2 separate regions of the Macaca mulatta genome follow, and region 1 is linked to region 2. The links are chromatin contacts, called in public Hi-C maps. All regions are on one chromosome and are shown on one strand. Each heading gives the region's core, a stretch centred on a gene start, on an enhancer-like site or on the middle of the called end of the contact. The rest is flanking DNA. Distances are from core to core; before and after follow the strand shown.

What was found. Hi-C and Micro-C count contacts between places; a contact is called where the count stands out from the background.
Region 1: a contact with region 2 is called in a Hi-C map of fetal cortex germinal zone, with 2.7 times the contacts expected there. The contact joins the promoter of AP1G2 here to the promoter of NGDN in region 2. A contact is called at or near these places in 7 of 14 Hi-C or Micro-C datasets (CD4 T cells, blood, cortical neurons and 4 more).

The regions. Positions count from the first base shown.
Region 1 is chr7:96,661,581-96,667,815 of T2T-MMU8v2.0, forward strand. It overlaps AP1G2 (adaptor related protein complex 1 subunit gamma 2), which reads right to left and starts at 4,213. Exons shown (of 21, transcript NM_001267007.1): 1 at 4,006-4,213; 2 at 3,457-3,581; 3 at 3,173-3,314; 4 at 2,957-3,053; 5 at 2,709-2,785; 6 at 2,500-2,595; 7 at 2,001-2,081; 8 at 1,439-1,537; 9 at 1,209-1,264; 10 at 927-1,040; 11 at 597-737; 12 at 465-519; 13 at 261-383. The coding sequence starts at 4,209. It overlaps LOC144330176 (a long non-coding RNA gene), which reads left to right and starts at 4,181. Exons shown (of 2, transcript XR_013396119.1): 1 at 4,181-4,317; 2 at 4,661-4,963. It also overlaps a transcript of JPH4 not described here.
Region 2 is chr7:96,566,839-96,573,731 of T2T-MMU8v2.0, forward strand. It overlaps NGDN (neuroguidin), which reads left to right and starts at 1,612. Exons shown (of 11, transcript NM_001266254.1): 1 at 1,612-1,647; 2 at 1,963-2,022; 3 at 2,829-2,900. The coding sequence starts at 1,636.

The DNA of each region.
Region 1 (6,235 bases), core at 2,963-5,462, 97 kb after region 2:
AGGCAGCTCTAAGAGGCAGTCAGGGTACGTGGAGCATAAGGGAAGTTAGTCATCTGTAGTTACATAGCCAGGAGGTACCAGAGTCAGGATAAAAGCCCAGATGTTCTTAAAAACAGGGCTCTGTGCTTGGATGTCTTCTGCACTATGTAGGTAGCTGTGATCTTGAGAGAAAAATTGGAATCTAGTATAAGGAGGAGGCCGCCCAGGATGGGCAAGGGAGTGGTTGGGCAGCCCTAGGCCTGGGTAGGTGGGAATGATACCTGGGAAATGTCTTCTGCCAGGGCATTGTAGAGGCGGCGCACAGAGTAGGCATGTAGCTCCTGGGCCCCCCCAATCAGCTGGGTCAGGTTGGCCACTGCATCATCCCGCACATGGGTACCTGCCTGGAAGGTGTGGGCATGGCCAAGTCAGTGTGGTGAATCTTGACCACTTCTGCCCAGCTCTCTGACTGGCCCCTGCCTCACCGTGGTCAGCACATGCAGGATGGTGTCTATGTGCCAGCGTTTGGTGGGAGCAAACCTAGGGGATATATGGCTCATCAGTCCTGGTACTGACCCTGCCCAGATTCTACCCTCTTCGACTCCTGGGCACCTCACCTTTCTGCAGCTAGCAGGATGCCTGAGGCACAGTCAGCCCGTAGGTCAGGCGGGCAGGACTCCAGAAAGGCCTGCAGCTCTTGCATCATGGCTCGCACATTGGAGCTATTTACCAGAGCCAGGCTTAGTTCCAGGGCCCTCCTGGCAGGAGAAAGAGGTTTCCATGCAGGTAGCCCAGGTTATCCTGGTCCATGCCTCAGCCCCTCTGCTTCCCCAGGGACCTGTCCCCCTTAGTCCTCTTACTCCAGCTGCTCTAAGCTGGCTCGAGTCTTGGCCACAAGGCACTGGGAACCTCTGCCCTGCCCTCCCGTCCCCTGTATCACTGCTCACCGGCTGAGGGAGGCATCAGTTTCCTGTAGACAATCCACCACAGTGGGCCGATGCCGCTGCACAGCACTGTGATCAGACTGCACCAGTCGAAGCAATGATGTCAGGGCTACATACCTGGTCAGGATGGGGGAGGTTCTATCACACCATGGCCATCAGCCCCCAGTCCCCATCCTGTCTTGAGTATAGGGGTAAGAGAGAAATGGATCAGGAAGCTCTGGAGGAAGGAGGGCAGAGGGCCAGGGGATCAGTGGCACAGCCTAGGTAGACAGTTGGGACTATTACCTAATGTTCCTGTCACTGTTGAGTAGGAAGCGGCCAAGAATGTTGACAGCTAGAACCTATGAGAGGCAGAAGCTGGGGTCAGCCAGGAAAGAAGCAACCTGCTCAGCCATTGAGGAGTGAGAACACATTGGCGCAACACGATGGGGCTAGGAGGAAGAAACCAGCAAGCAGGACCTGTGTGGGTGAGGTGGTGGGCGGGGCCATAGTGGGAGAGGCATAAGGGATGATACCCGTAGGCCAGCTGCAGAGCGGATATCCATGATGGTGAGTACTGTCTCAAACAGGACCGCATTCCCGGCATTTCGGCTGGTGTCTGTGTTAGTGGCCACCTGAGTGGAGGAGAGAGGAGATGTATCTGCTCAGGGCCCTCCTCAGGTCTCCGTTTCTTTTGATACAGGGTCTCACTCTGTCACCCACAGCTCACTGCAGCCTTGACCTCCCAGGCTTAGGTGATCCTCCTGCCTCAGCCTCCTGAGTGGCTAGGACTACAGGCACATGCCAACAAGCCCGGGTAATCCTCAGGTCTCTTGAAGGACTCTAACATGTCATCTGTCCAGCCTTCAACCATCCAACAAAGTTCCCTTAGCCTCTACTATGTGCCAGGGCCAGCCTGGGCACTGGGGCAATAGCACTAAGACAGACTGTGTCCCTTCTTCATGGAGTTCACTGTCTAGAGGAGACGGAGAGGCAATGATATGGCCACTGCACAGTGAGGAGTCAAGTGAGGGGCACCCAGGGCTGGTGGGGTCTCCAAGCAACACAGCTAACCAGTGCCCTCCTCCCAGCCCCGACCTGGGCCAGCAAGTCATTCATGGTCTCACTGCTCTCCTCGTGGTTCCGGCCCAGGATCCGAAGCAGACGAAGTATCTGGACCTGAGGTTGGGTTGAAAATTGAAAGGTGAAGGGGTTCACAGGATAAGGAGTCATGGAGCTGAGGAGAAAACTCTAACATGGAGGAGAGCACTGTGAGGGTCTGGCTCGCTCCCTAGATCCTCCCCACACCTCCTCACCTCCACAGGTCCCTTGGTCCTGGGAGGGGAACAGAGGTGTCTGAGGCCAGGGGAGTTTAGGACAGGCTTAAAAAAAAATTGTTACCAAACTGTATTTTCCTGACTTTTAGGCATTCTCTCTCCCCTCACAGGTCCTGGGATGACCTGAGCAATCCTGTGCCTGCTATTCTGCTGCCCAGGACACTGAGAGGGCCAGTGTTCTCTTGGAGGAGACCACTGGTCATGGTCTTACTGCTATGCCCTCTCTGTTCCAGGGATACAGCAGTGAAAGGTCACCCCACCTGCAGGAAGGGGTCGCTGACTCCAGATATGCTGTGTTCTGTGGAGTATCCCGTTGTCACCAGAGTCCGGAGGATCTGTACCAGCTGGGGTACCACCTGGAGGGAGGGCACAACTTTGGGCATTTGTTCTAATCCTCTCCAGCTAAAGCCCCATTCCTTCCCCACTGACCCTCTCTTCAGGCCCAGGGCCTGCCCCTTCACCAGCCCACCTTTCGGAAGTGCCTGAGGGCTGCAGGGCTTCGTTCGCAGAGCTCCGTGATCAGCGTGATGGTGCCCAGCAGGATGCCTGGGGTCAGGGTCGGGGAAGTGAATGGTGGGGGCCAGGGGCAAGAGAGTCTATTGCGTGTGTGCCTGTGTGTGTCCGCTACCCTTCTCCTATGAGCTGGTGTTCCCATCCAATTTTCAATTCTTCTGTCCACAGAGCTGAAGCAAAGGATGGGGAGCCCCACAGCCTTACCATGGTGACGCTCGTGAAGCAGGTGGACACAGGGTGGGAGGAAGACGCTGGAGAGTTCAGGGACCTTCCGGATCATGTGCACTGCAGTCAGAATAGCCTGCAGAGGTCCGGGGCCTCAGACAGGGGTCAGAGGGGATTGACCCCTGCATCTACTACTATATGGCACACAGCAGGCAGTATCTGCAGGAGCAAGTGCCAGGAGTCCCACCATCTCACCTTCTTGCGCACGTAGGGACTGGGCTGCAGGAGCAGTTTCTCCACCTCTGGGGCCAGGTCTCGGCACATCTCAGCAGAGCCCATGGTGCTCAAAGTGCACAAGGCCAGGCCTTGTACTGGCTGAATCCCCTGGCTCAGGTCACTGCAGGGTTTGGGAGGACGGTCAGTCAAACCTCTGAGAAAATCAGTCCTTTTCAATACCCACAACAGGCAGTCCCCTGGGATTTCCAAGGTCCCTACTCTCCCATCTCCCTGATTCCAAGTGATTGCCAGAACCCTCTCACTTCTTGATGCTGTTGGTAATGAGCAGGTGGGCATCGTGCCTCTCATCCAATAGAAGCATGGCCCCCAGGTAGCCCACCCTCTTGTCTGTGAATCTGGAGGAGGCGATCAGTTTCAGGCACTCCATCTATAGTCAAGGGGGCAAACCAGGAAGAGGCAGGGGTGAAACCACAGACACTCACATCCCTGTTCCATCTTCCTCTTTAAAACCAGATTAACCTGTGGGGCATCCTATCTCATCACTCTCCCTTCAACAAGAGGAGAAGCTTAGGAAATTCAGGCGTTAGTGGGTAGGAGGAACTAGGAGTTGAGGAGGATGGGAGAGGAAAGGAGGAGGTGCCTGCCCTAAACGAGGCTGGCCAGAGAATGAAGGGTTCAGGCCAGATGATGACCAGTAGGGGTAGCAATGGGGAAAGAGGTTTGCAGTGCAGCCTGTGATGACTCTGAAATTGTAGAATTTTAAAAACCAGGGCATAAACAGGTGAGAGAGTCCGTGACTCTGCCCCACTAGCCTTCATCAAGCTCAGGAGGGAGGTATTCCTGGCCAGTACCTGTCCAAAGTGGGCGGGGTAGCCCAACATGTGGACGTAGAGCAGTTTGGCCAGCTGCCGGTGCCTGTGCACTGGGTCCCCATCGCGGAAGGAGGCCCGGATGTGGGCGCACTCCTTTTGGATCACCTCCCGCTCCTGGGCCTGAGTCTTGGCCCCGCGAATCTCTTCGATGAGGTCCTGAAGCTTCAGCGAAGGCGCCACCATTCTGACTGGCAGAGTCCGGGAGTGAAGAAACACTCTCTGGCCGGGCGTGCCTGGGTTTTCGGCCCAGGCGCGTCCTGTGTCAGGACCCTAAGAGCCCAGGTCCCACAGGTACCCTAAAATTGCTCCCGCATTTTACCTTTCCCGAAGTAGGTCTCCAAATTCCGCGACCACCCCACCGCCCGAGAAGCCCACTACGCATGCGTCGACACCCTACCGGCGCCCCTTCCTATTGAGCATGCGCTGGAGCCCCACCTATTTCTCCCGTTTCCTCCCCCTACCTGGTACCCCATCCCTAGCTTAGCCATTGCTTTCTTTCCACGACCCTCCGCTGTTTCTTCCGCGAGCTTCCTCCCCCGATTTCCATCTCAGGCAGCGGCAGCGACAGCCTGCCTACCCCCACGACTCCAGCCTCACCTGGCTTCTGCCTCAACTCCGCTCCTCTGCCCCCCAGCGCTTCCTGGTACGGGGCAGAGCAGGGGTTGGTGATCAGTGCGGTCCTTCCCTCTCCCCGCCTCCACCACGGGACCCCGCCCTCCTGGGCCGACTGCAGAGCCTTCCTGGATCCTCTGACCTCGAGCCTCAGGCTTTAGCGGACAGACAGCATGATAGGCCTGGAGTTCTTCAAGAGGCCTCCTCGCACATCGTCACCACCCGGAGAGCCTCAGTTTGGATTTGAAGCCATCGCACCCCAAAGGAGATGACAATCCCCCCCCTTTTTTGAACTTTTTTATTAATATATTTTTTTTTTGTTAAATTTCTTTGTATTTTTTTCCTGCAAGACTTGGTGTTGGCGGCACTGTTGTAGTTTAACTTCAATCCCAAATTCCATGAAATAGAAATCAGAAGTAAAGGTTGAGAGGGGAGGAAGGAGGGAGGCAAGCCAAGGAATAAACAGAGTTTGACTAGAAAAAAAGAGGGTATGTGTGGTGGGCATTCCCGGGCAAGGCCATTCCTTGAGGGAGGGGGTTGGCAGGCAGCTTGCCTCTGCCTCATGCAGGGGAGGGAGGAAAGATCCCCTGGGGACCCTACAGTCCCCTCTTCCTAGGGCTTCCTGCTCCCAGGGGAAAAGCTAATACCAGAGAGGGATCAACCACAACCTCAAACAGGGCTCTCCACCCACCTGTCACCCAGGTTTGACTCCCACCTCTGCCCTGCCTGGGAAGCATGTGAGATCAGCTTTCTTTGATCCCCTCCTTCTGTTGTTTTCCCATTTCACAAGATTCTGATGTGAAGGGGGAAGGGACATAACCCATTTTGAGACTACTAAACTTGTCACAGCTTCTGCTTCCTTGTGAGCTCCTGTTATCTTGTCTGGTCCTATCCCCAAGAAGTGCCTCCCCCGACCACAACTCCCAGAGTTGGGGTGTGGGGGCCTTGCTCAAGTGCCTCTAACCCTCTGCAGTAGAAATGTCTTCTTCAGGCCCCTTAGGAATTTAATCAAAGGCCACAAGTGAGTCCAGACCAACCAAATAAACTATTGTGGGGGAGACAGAAGGGTGGGAGAAGGCAGTGGCAAAGTCTGGGCGGGGTGGACTTGACTGCATTGGATATTCTCTGTTCCTTTACACGTTGCTCTTGGCATGGCATGCCACCAGAGGGGGCTGGAGGAGGGGCTGGCCGATGAGGAGAAAAAGAGGGAAATGGTAGGGAGTTATTCTACTTTTCACTTCCCTTCTCTCCCTCAGGGAAGGATGGAATTGGGCAGGAACCCAGCTCAGTGCTTGGAGGTGAGCTAATAGCCTCCAAGATTAGAGGTGGAGGATGCACCTCCTGCAGCTTTTTCACTAGGCCTCAGAGGGACAGCAGGCCCCTCAGGCTAGGGAGCCACAGCAGCGCAGCCTGTCCCTTGCCCGGCATTCAATCACTCCTTCTTCATTTTCTTCCTCCTCCTTTCCATTCAGCTTCCAGGAGTCTCCTTAGGACACCAAACCCCCACCCGCATCGAAGTTGAGGTCTAAAGAAAAGGTGGGAGGGCGTGGGGCAATGGTCTGACTTAGATTTGTGTGTCTCAGAGAAGACAGCAACT
Region 2 (6,893 bases), core at 362-2,861:
TCATAATACAAATCTTGATAAAACATTACAAAAGCTACTGGATAATTGACTAAGTATGCTGCAACAGCATCCTGAGCTTCCACACTAGGCCTGAAGCAGCAAATAAATGTCAGAGGAGTGGGGACTGAACGCCCTCCTGCTTTCTTGATTCCAGCAAGACCTAGATACCAGGATTTCCTCACCCCAGCTGCCCAGATACGGGTGTTATTCTTAATTCCAAAAGCAGCTTTAGCCGGGCGCGGTGGCTCAAGCCTGTAATCCCAGCACTTTGGGAGGCCGAGGCGGGTGGATCACGAGGTCAGGAGATCGAGACTATCCTGGCTAACATGGTGAAACCCCGTCTCTACTAAAAATACAAAAAACTAGCCGGGCGTGGTGGCGGGCGCCTGTAGTCTCAGCTACTTGGGAGGCTGAGGCAGGAGAATGGCGTGAACCCGGGAGGCGGAGCTTGCAGTGAGCCGAGATCACGCCACTGCACTCCAGCCTGGGAGACACAGCGAGACTCCGTCTCAAAAAAAAAAAAACAAAACAAAACAAAACAAAAAAAACAAAAGCAGCTTCAAGTCAGGAAGATCTGATTTCTAGACCCAGCTCTGCTAGACGGTTGTGAACAAAAATTATACACTATCATTCACCCTTTCAGTGCTTTATTTCCTAAGGCATGTGATGGGAACAATGAATATCCGTCCAATCTACTTCACCAGCCTGTGAAAAACCAGAGTGAGTGAACACATCTGAAAGCATTGGGTAATGGTGAGGCAGGTCATATTGAAACATGCACTGCTCGAGTCTGAACCAAGTTCTGCTGCTGAAGACCTGGGTGACCGGGGTAAGTCATGTAAATATGAACGGTTCCCCAACTTGTAAAACATTCTTTTCATGTCCCCAACTGGTAGGAGCGAAGAGTGTCGGGGCCGTTTCTCAGCGCCCCACGGTGCACATCAAGAGAGTAGGTGTCCTCGCAGTCAGTTTCTAAACTCTGGCTCTGGGCTTCTCTGGCCCCGCTCTCTTATTTACAGATGAAGAAGGCTCAGAGACCGAGTGACTTGTCCACGGTCACACAAGGAGTATTGTTACAGAATCGATTCCAGGGCCACCGGGTCTGTGAGGAATTTGGCGCGGTGGCCGTTGGATGAGCAGCCAGCAATGGCGGCTCCGCAACGTCGACACCGCAAAGCGAAGCCGAGGCCCGTCACCTAGCGGCCTGTTCAGGCACTACAAGAAAAGTGCCGTGAAAAAAGACTCTGGGTTCTGCGGCAGACGGGAGCCAATAAGCGCTAAGTTCGCGCTGCTAATTCCTTTTTTCTATTGGTCCTTCCAACTGTCAATCAACTATTTGCCTATCTCTTATTGGCTTGCCGTCAATCATTTTACTCAGTCTACCAATCACACGCTCTTTGCCAAGTGCTTTTTTTTTTTTTGGTCCTGACATCGCTGAGTCTGACGAATTTAGCCAGTTCCTTTATTCCATTGGCCAGATCAGACTCCTCCTCTCGTTTATCCCGTTGAGGGCGGAAGTGAGAGAGGCCTTATTCGTATTGGCTTAGGTTTGCAAGCGGCAGTTGTCTATCAAATCTATCAAGACGCCCTTAGCGCTCAGGAAGTACGGAACCGGAAGGGGTGGGCTTTGCGAAGATGGCGGCGCCGGTGAGTTTGATGTGGTTTCTTCCTCTCGTAGCTATTGTGGAGTTTTCCTTTCCCTTCAGCGGCTGGAGGCAAACTGTTGGTACCAGGGAAGGGTGGTGATGAAAGTTGCTTCAGGGAGGCGGCCTCCCTAGAGTTACTGTTCCTGTCCAGTAACTCAAGGGGCTGGCTTTAGGGCGAGTCTGTGAAGAGGAGTGTGAAGGCCCCGAGTCTGGGGTGTCAGACGGAGAGAGGGCAGTTTCCCAACCTAGACGTTCCGCCTTCTTATAATCCTGAGGAAAGAATGACTTTTCTTTACTCCTCCTCTCCCTTCTGTAGGGGGTGCTGGAGTCAGACCTGCCAAGTGCCGTGACACTTCTGAAAAATCTCCAGGAGCAAGTGAGTAGTGTCGCCTCTGGAATAAATTAGTCATGGATTGGCCTTGACTTTATGTACTTCACTTCAAAACTTTGGTGATTGAGATACATGAATGCTCCCAAAAACCGTAAGAGTAAAGTGATGTAATGAAAACCTTTCCAGGCCAGAGTTCTAAGTAATTGATTCTGCACCCAAGGGAATACAAGAAACGCCAAAAAGAAATTATTTGAATAGTTTTCCCTTATTCATATAGCTAAGGAAACCAGTGCTTGGAATGGTAACATGATTTGCCCGTTGGGTGCCCAGGTAATACACACTTAAATACAGAGGCTTCTTGACTTAACGATGGAGGTTATGGCCTGATAAACCCATTGTAATACGAAAATCTCATAAGTCAAAATTTTGGCTTGATGCCGCTGCCCAGCATCACGAGAGAACAGGACGGTTTCTACCGAATGCATATTGCTTTTGCACCCTTGTAAAGTGGAAATTAAGACATAAGTCGGGGAGTTTTGTAGTTTTATGTATTGTAAGTTCAGCCAGTACAAACAAAATTACAGTCCTCCAGTCACTACTGTCCCAGTTCTTTTCTCCTCCCTATGGTTCAGTAAAAGATGGTCTCTTCTTTAAGAAATGGAAAGTTTTTGTTTTTTTTACTTTTTGAAGGACCATCTCTCCTATACTTTCCCAGAAGTGAGAAGATAGTACTATACTTTAGACAGTGTTTCAGGTGATTTTTAGGTGGCATTGTTTAGCTTTTGCTCTTCACAGTTTGCAGACATGATTTGATATAGTCTAGTCCGTTGTTTCATTTGGGCTAATTTCAGGTGATGGCTATAACGGCACAAGTGCAATCACTGACACAAAAAGTTCAAGCTGGTGCCTATCCTACAGAAAAGGTAAGATGTACACAAACAGTAAGCATCCCCTGACTTAACGTTCTCAGTAGTTCTTTCATTGTATGTTTATTGTGTCTTATATATCCTAAGTGCTCGAGCTTCAAACATAAATACGATTCAGTTTCTGTGCTGAAGTCTAGTGGGAAGACAAAGCAAAGCAATAGACGTAAGTATTAATAGTAGCAATCACATTACAGAGTTATGAGGAGTCTCCAGCCAAAGAGAGGGATTAATTAACTGCCAGAAGAGCAGAGGGATTCAGGACAGGCTTCCCAGAGGAGGTGATAGGATTTTGAGGAATAAACAGGAGGGACAGAAAGAAGGAACATGTGCAAATGCACAAAGGCCTGAAAGTATGTGATATTATGGGAAAGGAGGAAGCCGTTTTTGTGATAGGATGTACTTTCTGTGTTATGTGTGGTGGGGGTAGGAAATAAGACTGGAAAAGTAGTCACTCTGAAGATCATTGTAGGCCAAATGAGGAGTTACTCTCAGATTTCATCTAATCTAAGACACTTATTAATTGGGACATATCACTTATTGTGTATATTAAGAAAAAATGTAACAGGCTGGGCCTGGTGGCTCATGCCTGTAATTCCAGCACTTCAGGAGGCTGAGGCTGGAGGATTGCTTGAGCTCAGGAGCTCGGGACCAACCTGGGTAACACAGTGAGACCCTGTCTCTACAAAAGTTAAAAATTAGCCATACATGCTGGCATGTGCCTGTAGTCCCAGCCACTCGGGATGCTGAGGCCAGAGGATTGCTTGAGCCTGGGAGGTTGAGGCTGCAGTGAGCTGTGGTTGTGCCACTGCATTCAGCCTGGGTGACAGAGCAAGACCCTGTCTCAAAAAAAAAAAAAAAAAAAAAAAATTCCTCATGACATAATACCAAGATGCCAGTGACTGAAACATGCATCCTGATTTCAGAGATGTTAAAATATGAAAACAATGTGCATCTTAAAATTGAAATATGCGCCTGTAATCGCAGCACTTCGGGGGGCCAAAGTGGGAGGATTGCTTGAGCCCATGGGTTTGAGACCAGCCTGAGCAACGTGGTGAGACCTGTCTCTACAAAAAAATAAAAAATTAGCTGGGTGCAGTGGCGTGTGCCCATAGTCCCAGCTACTCGGGAGGCTGAGGTGAATGGATCGCTTGAGCCCAGGAGGTCGAGGCTGCCATCAGCCACAATTGCACCAGCGCACTCCAGCCTGGGCAACAGAGTGAGACTGTCTTAAAAAAAAAAAAAAAAGGGGCCTGGCTAAGAAAAAAAGGTAGCTCACACCTATAATTCCAGCACTTTAGGAGATTGTGGCGGATAGATCATCTGAGGTCAGGAGTTCGAGACCAGCCTGGCCAACATGGCAAAACCCCATCTTCACTAAAAATACAAAAATTAGCCAGGCATGGGGGCATGTGCCTGTCTGTAATCCCAGTTACTTGGGAGGCTGAGGCAGGAGAATCGCTTGAACTCAGGAGGTAGAGGTTGCAGTGAGCCAAGATCACGCCACTGCACTCCAGCCTGGGTGACAGAGCAAGGTTCCATCTGAAAAAAAACAAAACAACAACAATTGAAATATGTAGTTTTCAAATTAAGGTCTGGTAGAACCTTCTCAGGGATTACTGGTTGGGGGCACTGTAGAACAACAACTCTGGACCTCTCATCCCTGCTTAACTGGAAAACTCTGGTATTATCTGTTTTTACATATTGAGCTTTTGTCCTAAGATATTTAAGCCAAATATTCTATGGGTAAACACAAGTATGAAAATCATTGTAATAAGAATCACTGAAGGAGTTTTAAGCACAGGAGTTACAGCAAATTTGTGCTTACAGAAAGATAACTAACAGCATTCAAAATATATTCCCTTCTTGCCTTTATCATTCACTTATGTTCTTATTGTCCATTTTTATTTTAAAAAATTTAAGTCTTTGTTTTTCTCTCATATGCTTGTAGCTCAGTTTGAATTTGACAATGCCCAAGCATATCGGAAGAGCCTGCTTCTCAAATTCTTACCTGTTTTTGTCCTGGGTATCATGCTTTTTTGTTTTGTTTTTTTGAGATGGAGTCTCCCTTTGTCACACAGGCTGGAGTGCAGTGGCATGATCCTGGCTCACTGCAACCTCTGCCTCCTGGGTTCAAGTGATTCTCCTGCCTCAGCCTCCCGAGTAGCTGGGATTACAGGTGCCCGCCACTACTCATGGCTAATTTTGTGTTTTTAGTAGAGACAAGGTTTTACTACGTTAGCCAGGCTGGTCTCGAACTCCTGACCTCAGGTGATCCACCTGCCTCGGCATCCCAAATTGCTAGGATTGCAGGTGTGAGCCGCCATACCTGGCCTTGGGTACCATGCTTTGAACCATTTCAGTGCCTTTTGGAGATGGATGAGTTGCCAGCATCCTTCTTATATCACTATATATTTGTTTGTTTATTGAACAAATACATATTAACTTATCTTTTTGACCAAAGAGTTTTACTAGGTGCTTTATAGATTACAAAGTACTTTCACATTATCTTGTTTGAGCCTCATGGTTGTTCTTTGTGGCAGGAAGGACATATCATACATATTTTACTGATAAGACTGAGGTTGGCCTGGCGCAGTGGGTCACGGCTGTAATCCCAGCGCTTTGGGAGCCTGAGGCGGCTGGATCATGAGGTCAGGAGTTCGAGACCAGCCTGGCCATTCATGGTGAAACCCCGTCTCTACTACAAATACAAAAAATTAGCCAGGCATGGTGGCAGGCACCTGTAATTCCAGCTACTTAGGATGCTGAGGCAGGAGAATCACTTGAACCTGGGAGGTGGAGGTTGCAATGAGCTGAGACAGTGCCACAGCACTCCAGCCTGGGCAACAGAGTGAGACTTCATCTCAAAAAAAAAAAAAAAAAAAAAAAAAAGACTGAAGTCACAAGGTTAAGTGACTTACTCAGTGTTTGACTACCGAATACCTAATTCAGAACTTAAACTCAGCTTGTGGACTCTCAATCCTTTGCTCTCCTTCTATACCACGGTAGTGTTGATCTCAAGAGCTTAGCATGTTGGCTTAAAGACATTCAGGGATTAAGTGTTGGAGTCAGATTGAGTTTGAATCTTAGCTCTACTTGTATTACTGTGTTATCTTGGCCAAAGTATTTAATGTCTCTGAAACAGGTTTTCTTAGGGCTGTGAAGTTTGGAAGATACATAAAAGCCCAAAGAAAAAAATGAAAAATCAGTATAATCACCACTCTGAGATAACCACTGTGGTATTTTTTTTTTTGAGATTTTTAAAATTATGAGAATAATATACGCAACACTTTTTCAGTCTACAGTACACTATTTCCTTTTCCTCATCTCACTCTAGGGGTAGCAGTTACTTGTGTGTTGTCTTGTAGACATTTTTCTATGTGTATAAAATGTATTCATCATATCCCCCCCACACACACACTTTCACAATTGAAGTCATATTATACTTTCTGCAACTTGTGCTGACATGGATTTAATTCGATGTGATTGTATGTAAATCGTTGTTTTTACCTGTGTCATGTAATTCCATTGTATGGGGGGGAATTAGTAATTACCTTGATTAAATTAATTTAAAATTTGGCAGTGTGTGGAGACATTTTTTTCTGCTGCAGCTTGGAGGGGCCATGCATGGGGAAAGGCCAAGGATACTGCTGAAAACCTACAATGCCTAGGACAGCCCTCAACAAAAAATGTTCTGGCGCCAAACGTCAATAGCTCTGAGATTGAGAAACCCTGTTATAGTCTTTTTGGAGGGGTAGTTTATCGATTTTCCTCTTCTCATTGTCTTCTATTAATTCTCTGAGCGTTGTTTCTCTTGTATTAGCGTAACTTTCTCATTGGCCATCTTAGGCACAGCTACTTCTTGAGACTACTCCAGATATCTAATATGAACTGATTGGGAAAATCTTGAACTTGGAGAAATATCCTGTTTACCCTAGGCTTTCATCCTGGTTCTTTGGCTAAAACCAAATCTGAATCTCTTTCTCTTTTGTT